Linked DNA regions of Mus musculus: region 2 is linked to region 1. A link is a contact called in public promoter capture Hi-C data. All regions are on one chromosome and are shown on one strand. The core of a region is the stretch at or near the end of the contact, and the rest is flanking DNA. Distances in the headings are between cores, read along the strand shown.

Region 1 (7,700 bases), core at 3,057-5,556:
CTGGTTAGCAGTGATTAAGAAGAGACCAGCAGGGGCTGGTGAGATGGCTCAGTGGGTAAGAGCACCCAACTGTTCTTCCGAAGGTCCAGAGTTCAAATCCCAGCAACCACATGGTGGCTTACAACCATCCGTAACAAGATCTGACTCCCTCTTCTGGTGTGTCTGAAGACAGCTACAGTGTACTTACATATAATAAAAAATAAATCTTAAAAAAAAAAAAAGAGCGCCGACTCTTCTTCTGAAGGTCCCAAGTTCAAATTCCAGCAACCACGTGGTGGCTTACAACTATCCATAACGAAATCTGAAGCCCTCTTATGGAGTGTCTGAAGACAGCTACAGTGTACTTACATTAAATAAATAAATAAATAAATAAATTCTGGGAAGTGTTTTCTGAGAGCACAAACAGCTGTGTTCCAGAGATAGCCAAGGTTGTACCTCGTGCTGTGGCTGGACTTGGTAATATGTAGACTTGAAGGGGTCATGAAGAACTGCTGAGGCTTGGCACTGTGAGAGGCCAGGGAAGGCCAATGGTAAAGATATAGCCTCAGTTGCAGTTGGTGGCCTAGGACTTAAGGGGTAGTATAAAGGAGTTGAAGCTTGACACCATGAAGAGAGCCTATGAGAGGCTATGGGTGAAGCCTAGCTGCAGCAGACCCCAGTGTATAAGACATGACAATACCATGGGATGATCACCAAAAACAGCAGCAGCAGTGGAGTGGGTCAACCTAGCTTAGAATGCCAGAGAGAGCAGAGATGGAGAAGTGATGCCAGGTGTGGTAGTGGTGCAAGGGAGAGAGGGTGGACCTGGGAGGGATAGGAATCAACTGTGATCAGGGTACATTGTATGAAATTTCCAAATAACTAACAAAAATATTATGTGTGTGTGTGTTTGGTGGGGGTGGGGGGTAGGGATGGGGAGGTGTCTCTCCCTTGGCTTGTAGCTCTGGTGGGCTGGAGGGACTGGCTAGCAAGGCCCAGGGATCTTTTTGTCTCTGCCTCCCCAGCACTGGCGTCACACTTGTATGCCATCATTTTCTCTTTTGAGATAGGGTGGAGCTACACACCTATCTCTGTCTCCTGAGTGCTGGGATTAAAGGTGTGCCCAGTTGTGCCTGATTTTTTTTTTTTTAATGTGGGCATGGGGACTGAACTCAAGTCTCCATGTTTGCATAGCATTTTACCCACTGAACCATCCCTCTAGCTCCTATTAACTTTTCTATTCCTTCTTAAGCCTCAATAAGCAAATAAATGCAAAAACCAACCAGCCAACCAACCATAGGAACTCAACAAGTACTATTGGCAAATTAACCAAGGTCCTCTTTTTTACTCTGCCATTTACTTTCATTATGTCTCTAGGTCAGATTTAGGTCCGTAAGTTCCCATGGGCTGCCTCAATGTTAATATGGGTTGAACTGGCTCTCTGTATAACCCTTGGTTTCTTGGCTGGCTAGTTAACAGAAACATTTGGTCATCAGGTCATGGGCTCTGCCCTCTGAAGAACTGCAGTTATGAGAGATTCTATTCCCATTGGCCTTGGTCCAATATAGTCCTGTGTTACCTATCCTATCTCTGGGAGTCCAGGAACTCCCTGAGTAGATGCTGAATGCAAAGAAAGGTTGTGTGTCCATCTGTGCTGACTTAGGTGTTTCCCATCCTTAAGTGGTGCCCCTTAGAAAGTAAATGCTGGTAATAAAGAGGAGCCTCACAGTCAACTGCTAAGCAAGAGGGGAAACGCCACCGAGTACCTGAAGTGCTATGAACGTTGGTAAAGGAGTTGTCAGAGGCACTGTAGGGCCAGGCACCAGGTGAAGGCAGCGAGGTGTTGAGGGAGGAATTAGACCCTTATAACAAAAGAGGAAGAGGAAGAAAATATTAGAGACAAATGTCAATATAACCAGGGAAACTTTGTAAGTTTTTTTTTTTTTTTTTTCCCGAGACAGGGTTTCCCTGTGTAGCCCTGGCTGTCCTGGAAATCACTTTGTAGACTAGGCTGGCCTCGAACTCAGAAATCCACCTGCCTCTGCCTCCTAAGTGCTAGGATTAAAGGTGTGTGTCACCATGCCCGGCAAGTATTTTTATTTAAACTCAAATGGAAGGAAAAACAAAATGTAACCAAACAATACACATATATAAAAAAAAAACATGCTTCTATTTTCTGCTTAAATTATCAGGTACTACAAATAGAAACAAGGCCACAGGCGAATAACTATGAAAATGCTGGGTAGTATTCATGCAGCCTGCAGCCCTCACTTACCTGTGGTGTTATCCCGCAGCAGTTGGTGGTCAGTATCTACAATGGGAGATGTGGTTGTACCCCCTAGCACACTTCCTGGGGTGACATAGGGGTCAGATTCAGGGTCAATATTTTGGATACCTTTCCATGGCACTCCTGGTTGGAATTCTGTGATAAGAAGAAATGATAGGGATAGGAGAGTGTTAAAAACAACTTAAACATTTCCTATTTTATTATTATGTTAAAATAACTGTTTAGTAGGAAAAAAAAAACCATGGTCCCATGAAAAGTTTAAACAATGAAATCTACTATGCATCAGATTTTCATCACGAAATAAAATTTACCATGAACAAACACTCTTGTCAGTAGCCTGTCTATTAGCATACTGTCTGTTCATTTACTTGTATGTGTGCACTGGATCATACATTGCTCCATACATGATATTAGAGGAAGCCAGGTTGTAAGGAAAAGTAGGTATGGCCTAAGGAAGCAAGGCCATAATAAAATGAAATATAATAAGTGACCATTATTTCTCAGTCTGTCTGGGGATAGTTGGGAATAATTTAACTGCTCGTGAGAAAACCTAGACTATATATGAAGGCTTATCCTGTGTTTACTGATTGGTTGAAGCTATATTTAAAGCTACATGTAATATTAACCTCTAATTGTGTTGAGAAGATTGTATTATATGTATAATTGTATTATATGAACAAGAGGCATTATTTCATTTCACTCTAATAAAATGTAGTTATATACATTTATGTCAGAATTATATGTGAAGAGAAGGATAATTACTGACTTTTATTAAATTTTCTATAATGAAAACAGAATACAGAGACAGAGGGAGGGGACAGAGGAAGGAGAGAGCAAGGAAGGGAGAACGAGAGAGAGATGAATCTTACCAAACTCATCACTGTACCTGGGGAGATAGATAAACGACAGATCTGACTAATGAGCGTGTCAATCAATTCAATGCCACTTTAAAAGAGCTAATCTTCCAAGGAACTCTACATACAGGATAAATGCCAAAGCCTAGCTACAAGGCCACCTCCTTTCTCCTTAACTCCCATTTCTTGAAGAACTTTACTTTTCTCGTGGCACACGTTTCAAGGTTCAGGCCTTACCTTTATCAGACAATAACTACTAAATGCAGAAAAGAAAGCATGGGCCTTCCTCAGTACAGTGAGCTGTACAAGAGGTGTGTTCAGAGCCTGAATGTCATTGAACTATTCTAGGAAAGGCAGTTTATGAACAATACCTGGAGGCCAACTGGCATTGCTGGATTTACTTCCGATTTTATTAGTCGGTGGAGATTTGGCAGGTAACCAGCTATCACCAGCAGGACCCGTATGGCCACCCAGTGTGTCACCTGGGATTATATCAAACTGGTTGTATGGTGAACCTCCTCGGGTCTTACCAGGGGCCACTATAGCGCCTGAGAAAAGAAAGAAATAATTGACTAAGAGAGAGCGCCAGGGGTAGAGAGTTGGCTCAGAAGTTCAGACCACTGGCTGTTTTTCAGAGGGCCCAGGTTTGATTCCAACACCTACATGGCAGCTTCCAGCTGTCTGAAACACCAGTTCCAGGGGGTCTGATGCCCTCTTATGACCTGTGTTGGGAATAGGCATGCACATGTGCACAGACATACAAGCAAACTAAAAACCACCCACCCACACAGGAATAAAGAACTTTGGGCAACCATTAATAAAAGCACGGCCGTGATGACTCGGCTCACCTCTCTGAGCTTCTCCATTTCTCACCTAAGCCCACACGAGTGTTCTCATTCTAGAAAAGCCCTTTCAATCTGAAATTCTATAGTCCTATAAAACCAGTGAAACATATACAAAAGTACAAAGCACAGTATCTAAGAGATTTCTAAGCTAATTATTCAAAAGTAAAAAATGAGAAGAACTGAACAAATTTAGAGTCTTGGACAGTTTTAAGTGATCTTTCTATTGATGCTTCTTAACCCAGCTCTTAAAGGCTGGTTGAGCTTGGGTTATCTGGAATTGGCAGTGTGCAGAGTCCACTGGAGAGAAAGCCATCTACAACTGCTTTAAATTCCAAGGCAATGAAGTGGAATTCCTGCACAAGGTCTTTGCCAGCACGCCAGCAATGAACTGCATTTCTGAGCCCAGGGCCTCACATACAGAAAAGAGAAAATCCTCTGTCACTGTGTTCCCAAGGGTATTCCTGTGGCTTTGTTAGTAGCTCCTTGAAGCATTTTCATGGAGGAAAAGTTGAAAGCTTAACGTTCATTAAGTAAAAAATAGCCATAATTTTTTTACTTTAATTTGAGCATAGTCTTAGAGTGGTGAATCATGAGCACATAGAATGATTTTCAGGATAATAAAATGCTTATATAAATACTGAGTAAGCAATCTGTTTGGTTTAGACTAAGGGAATATTATTAGTGTCTCCATCCTCTAAGAGGACATTTGCTTTTCTGTGGACAGTGTGGCTCACACCCTGAGGTACAGCACAGTGAGGTAGTGCAGAATGAAATGCTCAATTATCTTGGGGATTGACTGCCAAGGAAATGGGAAAACATGATCTACATTTTCTGATAAGGAAAGAGGATACTGTACTGAGGTATCTTTTAGCATGCCATTTTATTTATATTTATTATCCAGACCTGGCAAATCACTAGCCTGAGGAAGTTATTAAAGTGCCCAGAGCTATGGATGACCCAAGACTAGGGTTACTCAGTCCATAAAACAGCCTTTATAATTTCAGTAAATTATTCTTGATTTTGATCATGCTTAATGGGACAGGCAGAGAGCTCTGGGTGGCTTCTTTCCCAGTCTCTGCATGGGGGTTATTAAAGAAGTTTTATAATGGGCTTATTAAAGAGGGTTTATAACAGAAACCTGAATGAGCTGGCTGGGTTAAGACTGCTGAGGCTCTGCAGCAGGAACACCAGACACTTATCTATATTGATTCTCATGGAGACAACTCTGAATCCAAATGAAATATTGACAAATGAAACAAGCATTGCATTGAAGGCTGGAAGAAGGTCTAGACTTCTTATCTGTTTTCTAGGGAAATGAAGAAGCTCTGAAAGGAAATGATGGACAGGCAAGGCTAATCCAGTATGACTCAGATGCTGTCTGGAGGGACACTAACTCACAGAGAACAAGGGGCTCTGAACAAAGTTTAAACCTTAAGAATTCTCATCTATGCCGGGCATGGTGGCACATGCCTTTAATCCCAGCACTTGGGAGGCAGAGGCAGGCAGATTTCTGAGTTCGAGGCCATCCTGGTCTACAGAGTGAGTTCCAGGACAGCCAGGGCTATACAGAGAAACCCTGTCTCGAAAAAACAAAAACAAAAAACAAACAAAAAAAGAATTCTCATCTACTAGCAATCTTTTGAAGCTTAGGGAATCTTTCTTCTTTTTCTGAGACAGGGTTTCACTACATCTTCCAATACAACCTTGAACTAAGTATAGCTTATGCTGGTTTTTAACTTGCATGTACAACAATACCCAGGTCAGGGCAGGAGTTTTCAAAAATCTGATACTGATCTCTGAGCTCCCAAAAAGCACAGAGCCAAGAATTTGAGATTAGCACGGACCACAAATTCTCAGCTAACCAAACCAACCAACACCTCAGCAAGAGGATTCTGTTCTCTCTCTCTCTTTTTTTTTGTTTTTTGTTTTTTTGAGACAGGGTTTCTCTGTGTAGCCCTGGCTGTCCTGGAACTCACTTTGTAGACCAGGCTGGCCTCGAACTCAGAAATCAGCCTGCCTCTGCCTCCCATGTTCTCTTAAGACACTTAAATAGGGCTTTAATCTTATGGGTGCACAATAACTATTCTCAATCCCATGGGAAGTGGGACGTTATGCCAGCCTTAATTAGAACCCTTTAAATGCCTTGAAAGATGAATTAAGCCAAACCTTCCTCTGATAGGTGATCATAAGACTTAGGGAAAATAACCAAGAGACTCATTACCAAAAGCTAAAGATTTGTGCTTAAAAAATAAATAAATAAAAATTCACAAAAGGGAGGGCTATAGAGATGGCTCAGTACTTAAGAGCACTGGCTGCTCTTCTATAGAACATAGGTTTGCTTCCCAGCACCCACATGGTGCTTAACTGCAGTTCCCAGCAGTCCAACACCCTCTCTCGGTCTCTGAGGGTATTGCATGCATGTGGTGCACAGACATACACAAAATATGCATACACATAAGAGTTAAAAAAATCATAAAAGAAGGCATGGTAGTATACACTGTTAATCTCAGGACATAGGAGATGAAGGCAACAAAACTTGTTGAGTTCAAGGCAGTATGGGCTACAAGACAGTGCAGTTATTCTTTTACTTAACTAAATAACATTTTTTGGGGGACAGGGTCTCTTTATATTGGTCTGGAATTTGCTTGACTTGAACTCAGAGAGATCCACCTGCCTCTGCCTCCTTAGTGGTGGGATTATATACTAAGCCTGCCTGAGATATTGCCTTAAAAGTGTGGTAGGACATGCCTTAATGTCTTCACTGTGGAGGCTGAGGTAGGAGGTTTCTGGGAGTTCCAGGCCAGCCTAGAATTCAGAGAAAGACCCAGTCTCAAAAAGGAAACACACACACACATACAAAAGCCAACAAAACATGCAGAATACTTGGTCAAGGCCTGAGTAGGGATCAGAAGATTCTGCTACTAACATGAGGCTGCTCTCTCACCGTTTTTGTGCATGGTGGCTTCTTGTGTGGCCACAGATGGCAGCCCTTCCATCATTGAGGTCCACTGTTTGAAGCGAGACTCGGTCCCAGCCTCCTTGCCACCAACCATACCATAGTCCATGCCACCAGAGCTGAAGCCTGCAAAGAGATCACAACATGTCTATACGTTTCTTCCATCAGAAACTAAATACTTCAGGAGGAGTCCAAGGATGCCTTTTGACATGGTCTTTATACAGAAACAGCTGCTTGATTCAAAACTCTAATTCTGGGTCCTTCTGGATTAAAAACTGTTGTCTCTTTATGGCATGAAAATGGGTCATCTCATTAGGTATAATCTCAGTGCTTACCTGCACCCACATTTTTCTGAGCAATCATTTGTGCCTTACAATTAGGGGGATTCAACCATTCTCTGACCACATCTGACACCAACATGGGAGAGTGAGTTGTTATGGATTCCAGTGGGAGAGAGGAAAGGCTACACAAAGGAACCTCACCATCTAGGGGGTTTAGGAGCCAGTACAAGGTCTGACTCCTGACATTCAGCTGTGCCTAGAGAAGGGCAAGAAGCCCACTGATACTCCAGTGTTTTCCTGGAGAGAGGGAGAGAGAGAGAGAGGAGAGAGAGAAAGGGGAGAGAGAGAGAGGAGAGAGAGAGAGAAGAGAGGGGAGAGAGAGAGAGAACAGTTTTTTTCCCCACAGAGAGGAACACCCTCAAAGGTACAGGAAGCTTTTTTTTTTTTTTAAAGAGAGTCTGAATTCACAGTGCTGTGAGCCCCAAGCATCAGGCTCTC
Region 2 (7,700 bases), core at 2,400-4,899, 280 kb before region 1:
TTTATTTATTTATTTATTTTTGAGGCAGAGTCTCCCATGAAGCTTTATAGCTTTGAACTTGCAACATGGCTGACCACCGGCTTTAGCCTCCTGATCCTTCTGCCTCCACCTTCAAACACTGGGGCTATACTCAGTCTGACTGTAAATTTGCATTTTTCTGATGACCCTGGAGCTGAAGTACATTTTCACGTGTTTTTGGTGACTGTCTTAGTTGGGGTTTCTATTATTGTGAAGAGACACCATGACCATGGCAACTCTTTTTTTTGTTGTTTGTTTGTTTTTGTTTGTTGTTGTTGTTTTGAGACAGGGTTTCTCTGTATAGCTCTGGCTGTCCTGGAACTCACTTTGTAGACCAGGCTGGCCTCGAACTCAGAAATCCGCCTGCCTCTGCCTCCCAAGTGAGAGGGGATTAAAGGCATGCGCCACCACGCCTGGCTTCATGGCAACTACTGTAAAGGAAAACATTTAATTGGGACTGGCTTACAGGTTCAGAGGCTTAGTCCATTATGGTCATGGCGGGAATTATGGCAGTGTGCAGGCAGACGTGTGCTGGAGGAGGGGCTGAGAGTTCTACATCTTGATGCAAAGACAACAAAGGTAAAACTGAGGCACTAAGCAGGCTTGAGCTTCTGAGACCTCAAAGCCCACCCACTTCAATAAGGCCACACCCACTCCAGCAAGGCCACACCTCCCAATAGTGCCACTCCCTGTGAGCCAATGGGGGCCATTTTATTTTCAAACCACCATAGTGACCTAGATATCTCTTTTTGGTAATGTGTTCCAATGTTCTATCCATTTAAGAAAAGTTGGAATGTTTAATGAGTTTTTAAAAAAAAATTGGCCGGGCAGTTGTGGCGCACGCCTTTAATCCCAGCACTTGGGAGGCAGAGGCAGGCGGATTTCTGGCCAGCCTGGTCTACAGAGTGAGTTCCAGGACAGCCAGGGCTATACAGAGAAACTCTGTCTCGAAAAAAAACAAAACCAAAAACAACAAAAACAAATGGAGGTGGCGGTGCTGCCATGGGGATGGCTCAGCATGTAAAGCTTGTATTTGAGTCTAGTGACCTGAGTTCCATCCCTAAGATTCACATGGTAGAGAGAGAGAGCTGACCCCTGCAAGTTGTCTTTGACCTCTATATGTGTGCCATTGAGCGCGCGCGCGCGCACACACACACACACACACACACACACACACAGACACACACATTAATTAATTAATTAATTAATTAATTAATTAAACCAACCTACAAACCCTCAATGACATTTTTGGGGCCAACGAGATGGCTCACTGAGTAGAGGTGCTTGCAGGCAAGCCTGATGATGTCATTTTCATTTCTGGGATCCACATGGTGGATGGGGAGAACTGATTCTTGCAAGTTGACCTATGGCCTCTCACCATGCAGTATGTACCAAGTGTCTCCTCAACACAATCATCTTTGAAACACAATAAAAGATTTTCTCAAAAGCTCTTTGTGAGTCCTTTACTGGGCAGTTGATTCTCAGATGGCCTTTCCTAGGCTGTGGCCTGTCTTTTCTTTCCAGTGCGGAGATGGATCCCAAGGCGTCAAAGCATGCTGGACAATTGTTGTGGTACCAAGCATGGCCTCCAGCCCTGCTTTTGACATCACCTCTAAGAAATCCTTTCCTAATGAAGGTCACAAATATTCTCTTCTAGAAATTTTGTAGTTTAGGTTTTGGTTTTGTCCCCTCCCACACACACCCTTTTTGTTCTTTTCACTTTCTTTTTTTTATAGTTGTGGCCATCCTTGATGTTGTTTGTTTGTTAAGACAGAATTTCTTGGGGCTAAGAGCACTGGCTGCTCTTCCAGAGGTCCTGAGTTCAATTCCTAGCAACCACGTGGTGGCTCACAACCATCTGTAATGGGATCTGATGCCCTCTTCTGGTGTGTCTGAAGACAGCTACAGTGTTCTCATATAAATAAAATAAATAAATGAATAAATCTTTAAAAAAAACCAAAAACCAAAAATAGTATTTTGTGTCGTGGATGTTTGCATTAATTTTGGCTTGCTGAAGTGTTGCAGTGAAATCTTATGAGTTTTGATGACTGCGCTGTTTCAGCGTGTGCTTTAACTGTGGCCCTGAGTCTCCCTGCCTTGCACTACTGCAGCTTGGGCAGATTTCATTTAAGAGAAGAAAACCAACCAACCATCCACAACTGTGGCTGTATAGATGGCTCAAGGAGTAAGAGGACTTGCTGAGGGTGGACCAGGGTTTGAATCCCCAGCGTCTGGGTTTTAAAACAAATCTGGATGTGACCAATTGTGCTTGTGACGCCTATATGCTATGTAGGGGAGCAGAGACAGGTGGATTGCTGCAACTTGCAGTCCATCATCAGCCTAGCTCCAGTGAGATGGGATAAAGTGGAGGGTGATAGAGCAGGACACAGGGGTCCTCCTCTGATCTACACATGCACACTCACACACACACACTCTTACACTCACACACACACACTCACACATACACTCTCACACACATATACTCACACATACACTCTCATACACTCACACAGTCACACACACTCACACATACACACACAGACACACAGTCACACACACTCTCACACATATACCCTCACACACATATACTCACACATACACTCTCATACACTCACAGTCACACACTCACAATACACTCTCACACTCAGAAATACACATAAATACTCACACATACACTCTCACACATACACCCACACACACTCACACATACACTCTCACACACATATACTTACAGATACACTCTCATAAACATTCACACACACTCATACATTTACACACTCATACATTTATACACATACACACACACACTCACACCGACATACACACACACTCACACAGAAATGCACTCATAAATACACTCATACACACTCACACAAACACACTCTCACACACACTGACATTCACTCACCCACACACACTCTCACACACACATATACACACATACTCTCTCTCTCTCTCTCTCACACACACACACACACACACACACACACACACACACACTTTCTCTCATACATACACACACTCACACATACATACACTCATACACAAAATCCTGTTAATGTTCAGTTTAGTTTATTTATTTTTCAACAGTGTTCCCTTATTTAACTGGCTGGAAGTCATGCTATAAATCAGTTTGCCTTGAACTACTGCAACCCTCCTGCTTAAGTCTCCAAGTGCTGCGATTTCATGCCTGAGCCGAAACATGCAACTTTCATGTTTGTCTTTACTTTAGCTTTTCTTGGCTGTTGTTTCTACCTCTTTTGAAAGGACTAAAATGTTAATAATTTTAAAAAGATGTGGGCCCATGTGGTGGTGGTGGTGACACACAACTTTAGTCCCGGCACTTAGGAGGCAGAGTTAGGCATCTCTCTCTCTGTGAGTTCAAGGCCAGCCTGGTCTGCAAAGTGAGTTTCAGGACACCCAACCAAGGTTACACAGAGAAACCCTGTCTTGAAAAACAAAACAAACCAAGCAAAAAAAAAAAAAACCCAAACCCACAAAATTCTAAAAAGATGTTGTGATCATAACCACCAGGGGGCGCCAAAGAACATCTTTTAAAGTAGATCTCTGTAGATCTCTGTAGTTAAGCGTTCCTCCAGCAAAGACTCTTCCAGTTTGGATTCCTTCACTCTTCAGACGAAAACTCATCCATTTTGTGACTCTCTGGAGGCTTGGCTCAAAATACACAGATCAATGTAAGAATATGTTTTAGGACAGAAGGCTTATCTAGCTTGCATGATCTCTACCCTGGTTGAGCAAGCAAAACGGAAACAGAAACAAAAATATCAGCATAGAAAACAAAAACAAAACCACCCTACATCTGTGTTCTTTCCTGAAGTCCCCAAAGAGAGCCAAGCAAGGGACTGGTGGCAGAGTTCTGATTCCTAGAACCAGGGTTAAAAAACACTGTGTGCCCTTGGGAGATGGAGATACTGCTTGTGATGATAAAATAGACTCCAACATTTGTGCGTTTGCCTGGCTCATGTAATTCAAGTGTGCAAAGTATCTTGTAGATGATACTTTGAAATTTGTCCTGTCTTGGATCTTTATTTTGTCCCTGCAAACTGGGACACTTGGTCACCTTACTTGTTTGACCCTCTGCGTTTTCTTATCTGTGAGATGGAGGTAAGACTGAAAAATGGCGTTGGGGACACAGAGAGACTCATGGGTGCTGAGTAAGATATAGATCCCAGGCTAGGCATGGTAGCACATACCTTTAACTCTAGCATTCAGGAGGCAGAGGCAGGTGGGTCTCTATGAGTTCAAGTCAGCCTGGTCTATATAGTGAGCTCTAGGACAGCCAAGGCTACACAGAGAAACTCTGTTTTGAAAATGAAAGTAAAATAAAATAATAAAAAGTGTTTGAAACCTACGGTATTTCTTGATAACAACAGGAGTCTAGTTGTGTGTTTTTGTTTGTTTGCTGTTTTGTCATTGTTGTTTTGAAATTTCTGTGTAACCCTGGCTGTCCTGGAACTTACATTGTAGACCAGGCTGTTCTCGAACTCAGAGATCTGCCTCCTGAGTGCTCGGATTAAAGTGTGCACCACCATTCCTGACTCCAAAAACATTATAAATAGAGCCTTGTTGTGTTGTTATTGTTCATTTAGTTAAAGGATTTTTTTAAATTATGTGTAAATGTGTATGTGCACTTGGGTGCAACGCCTGTGGAGTCCAGAAGAGGGCGTCAGGAGGTTGTGGGCTGCCTGACAGTGTGGCTGAGGCCCTAACTCAGCTCTGCAAAAGCTGTGTGTTCTCCAGCCCCTGTTGTTTGTTTTGAGACAGGGTCTCATTATATAGTCCTGGCTGGCCTAAAATTCACCATGCAGACCAGGCTGCTCTCAAACTTGCAGCAATCCTCCAGCCTCAGCCTCCCGAGTGCTGGGATTAAAGGCCTGTGCCACCACGCCCAGCTGTTTTTGTTGTTTGAAACATGATCTCCTGTAGCCCAATCTAATAATTAGCTGAGGATAGCCTCAAGCTCCTGATCCTCTCGTGTCACCTCACACAGGCCACACAGCAGGCAAAAACTCTTTTTAATTGACACACTATAATTGTATATATTTATGGTTTACAGTGTGATATGCCATCTCAGATATACAATGTGCAATGCTTAAATCCAGCCAACTGGGTTATGTATTCATCTGTCTGTCTATCCATCCATCCATCCGTCGTCCATCCATCACTTTGCGTTAAGAACATTCAAAGCCCTTTCTATCCGTTACTCTGAATCATTCGATTCATTGTTGCCAGCTACAGTTTCCCTACTGTGCTATTATGGGAATACTAAAAAGTGATTGCCACTTCTCAAGGATGATTTCAGAGCAAGAGAAAGGGTTTGTAGATCATAGGGGGAAAATATGTCTTGGAATATAAATCAGTGGCAGAACTCCTACTTGCTTAGCAATGTCTGAATTTGATCCCCTACAAGTGAAAAAAAAAAAACAAAACCAAAACAATAAAAAGGCCATTAAGCTATAGCCTCGGCTCCCCAAATCCATTTCACAGTCTTTCCAATCCAGCCATCAGACTATTGCCTGGGTGTGGTGGCTGTGATAGCACCCACGATCCCAGGACTCAGGACACAGATGCAGGCTGAGTGCCGTGAGTTCAAGTCTGGCCTGGGCTTGCAGAATGATACCCTGTCTAAAAAAGCAGAAGCACAGTCAACAACAACACATTACACACACACACAAACACACACACACACACAAACACACACAGAGAGAGAGAGAGAGAGAGAGAGAGAGAGAGAGAGCGAGAGAGAGCAAAGCTTTACCAGGTAACTCTTATCTTAGTTTGGCTCCCACCCTCAGGAGCACACAACACTTCACTTTAGCACTCTTTACTTTTGACATCAGGACCTCAAACAAGCATTGGAGCTCTTATCTCTCCCAAAGCAAAGCAGATATCTCCCTCAGACCTGCCCTGTGTTTACAGAGCGCTCGGAGCTAAATGCCCCACCTCAGTGCTGTCTATCAAACAAACCTGCCAGTGGCTTTTCTGGACCTCACCAGATTCAAGCTCTCATCCGCATCACGTTCACAGCATGGCCGCTGCACGTTGTCTGTAGAGCCTGTTTGTAACGATGGCAAAATTTTTTTTTTAACGCAGGATCTCATGACGTAGCCCTGGTGGGCCTGGAACTCACTATGTAGACCAGGTTTACCTGCAACCTGGAGTGATAGATCCTCCTGCCTCTGCCTCCTGAGTGTTGGAATTAAAGGCATACATTATCTACCTTGCCCGGACTATTTTATCTTTAAATATTTCCTTTATCTCTCTCTTTGCAGCCAATAAATACTTGCCAAATTGTATGCAGGATTCTAATCTCTGGTTTTGCTAGTGTTTAGCTTTGTGATTTTGGGCAAGGAATGTATGCACCTTCACTCAGCCTCAGTTTCCTTATCTCGAGTATGGGGATCATAACTGCAGTAGACTATCACCAGGGTAAACCTCATCATGCCCTTAAGGACTTAGTTATCACCGAGCACTGCCGAGTGAGAGCTATATAGTGTCAGAGAAAACCAAGGTTAAAGAAATACCTGAGGGCTTCCTGGAGGCAGTGGGATGAGTGTTGGGATTTGAACCCAAGGGGAGGAGGGGACTTTGCAGGCATCAGGACCTACCTGAATGAGAGGGAAGCCACAGAAAGGCAAAGTGTGTGCGGAGGACAGCTAAGTCAAGACCTAGAGAATAGCCTTGGGGGAATTACCCAGGAAGAGAGACAGAGAAGAAAGGAGAAGTGGGTGTGTTTTCTAGGCATATGGAGCCCAGGTTGGATGTGTGGGATCCGTGTCCAACAGTCTGTCAAGATGTCCTGTCACTGGCTTTGTCTTTCAGAAGTCAGAAGTGGTGAGATGATCGTATGGAAAAAGCAGGTTGCTGCGCACCCTGCATCTCAGGAGGCAGAGGCTGGTGGATCTCTGTGAGGTTCAGGTCAGCCCGGTCTACAGAGGGAGTTCCAGGCCAGCCAGGGTTAGACAGTGTCTTAGAAAGACAGAAAAAAATGATACTTGTATGCTGGTTATTAACAGGCTAAATTTAAAGTCTTACATTTGTATTGAAGAATTCATCACAGGGACCATGATCGGAGGCCCAAAATTGGATGGCTTGTCTATGAGGCCACAGAGTACTGAGACAGCACCCCCCCCCACACACACACACCTTCAAAGAGTTGAGAAAAATGTAAGAGAAAACCAGGCATGGTGGTGTGTGCCTATAATTTCAGTACTCAAGATGGACCAGGAGGATTAGGAGTTCAAGGTCATCATTGGTTACACAGTGACATCGAGGTTAGCCTGGGCTACATGAGACCACATCTCAGTCTCCTCTCCCAAAAAGAAAGAGTGAATTTAGACTAGTTTGTAGAGAGAGAACTAGAAGGAGGTGGAGTGGAAAGAACTGCTTTTCAGGTTAGTTTGAGCCAAAGGATCAGTATAGTCACCCAGTTTGTTGACAGATATGTAAAGGTATAGCTTGCAATAACAGTTGAGACCAGTCATCTAGGAGGGCCATGTCCTCACTGTCTCCTGGCCACACCCCGTTATTTCACTCATTACATTTGTCAATGGTAGAAAGCCCAGCTCTGGAGGGGCAGCTGGCATCGTCTCACATCACCTCAGCCCAGCACATTCATTCCCCACGCAGCTGCCAGGGATGCTCCCCTGCTAAGGGGTTTC

What was found. Capture Hi-C pulls out chosen DNA fragments and counts their contacts.
Region 2: a contact with region 1 is called in a promoter capture Hi-C map of adipose tissue. The contact joins two enhancer-like sites. A contact is called at or near these places in 3 of 9 other capture datasets (adipose tissue, liver and pancreatic islet).

The regions. Positions count from the first base shown.
Region 1 is chr15:80,912,652-80,920,351 of GRCm38.p6, reverse strand. It overlaps Tnrc6b (trinucleotide repeat containing 6b), which reads right to left. Exons shown (of 25, transcript NM_144812.3): 18 at 6,910-7,047; 19 at 3,492-3,668; 20 at 2,255-2,401; 21 at 1,746-1,841. Among named protein-coding and RNA genes, the nearest start is that of Mir5113, 24 kb to the left of the region's middle. Within about 2 kb of position 4,306, at least 33 of the 459 cell types and tissues checked have an H3K27ac peak or open chromatin away from gene starts, as enhancers often do. A contact at or near this core is called in adipose tissue, where this site is marked.
Region 2 is chr15:81,195,645-81,203,344 of GRCm38.p6, reverse strand. No RefSeq gene overlaps it. Among named protein-coding and RNA genes, the nearest start is that of 4930483J18Rik, 8.6 kb to the right of the region's middle. Within about 2 kb of position 3,649, at least 79 of the 459 cell types and tissues checked have an H3K27ac peak or open chromatin away from gene starts, as enhancers often do. A contact at or near this core is called in adipose tissue, where this site is marked.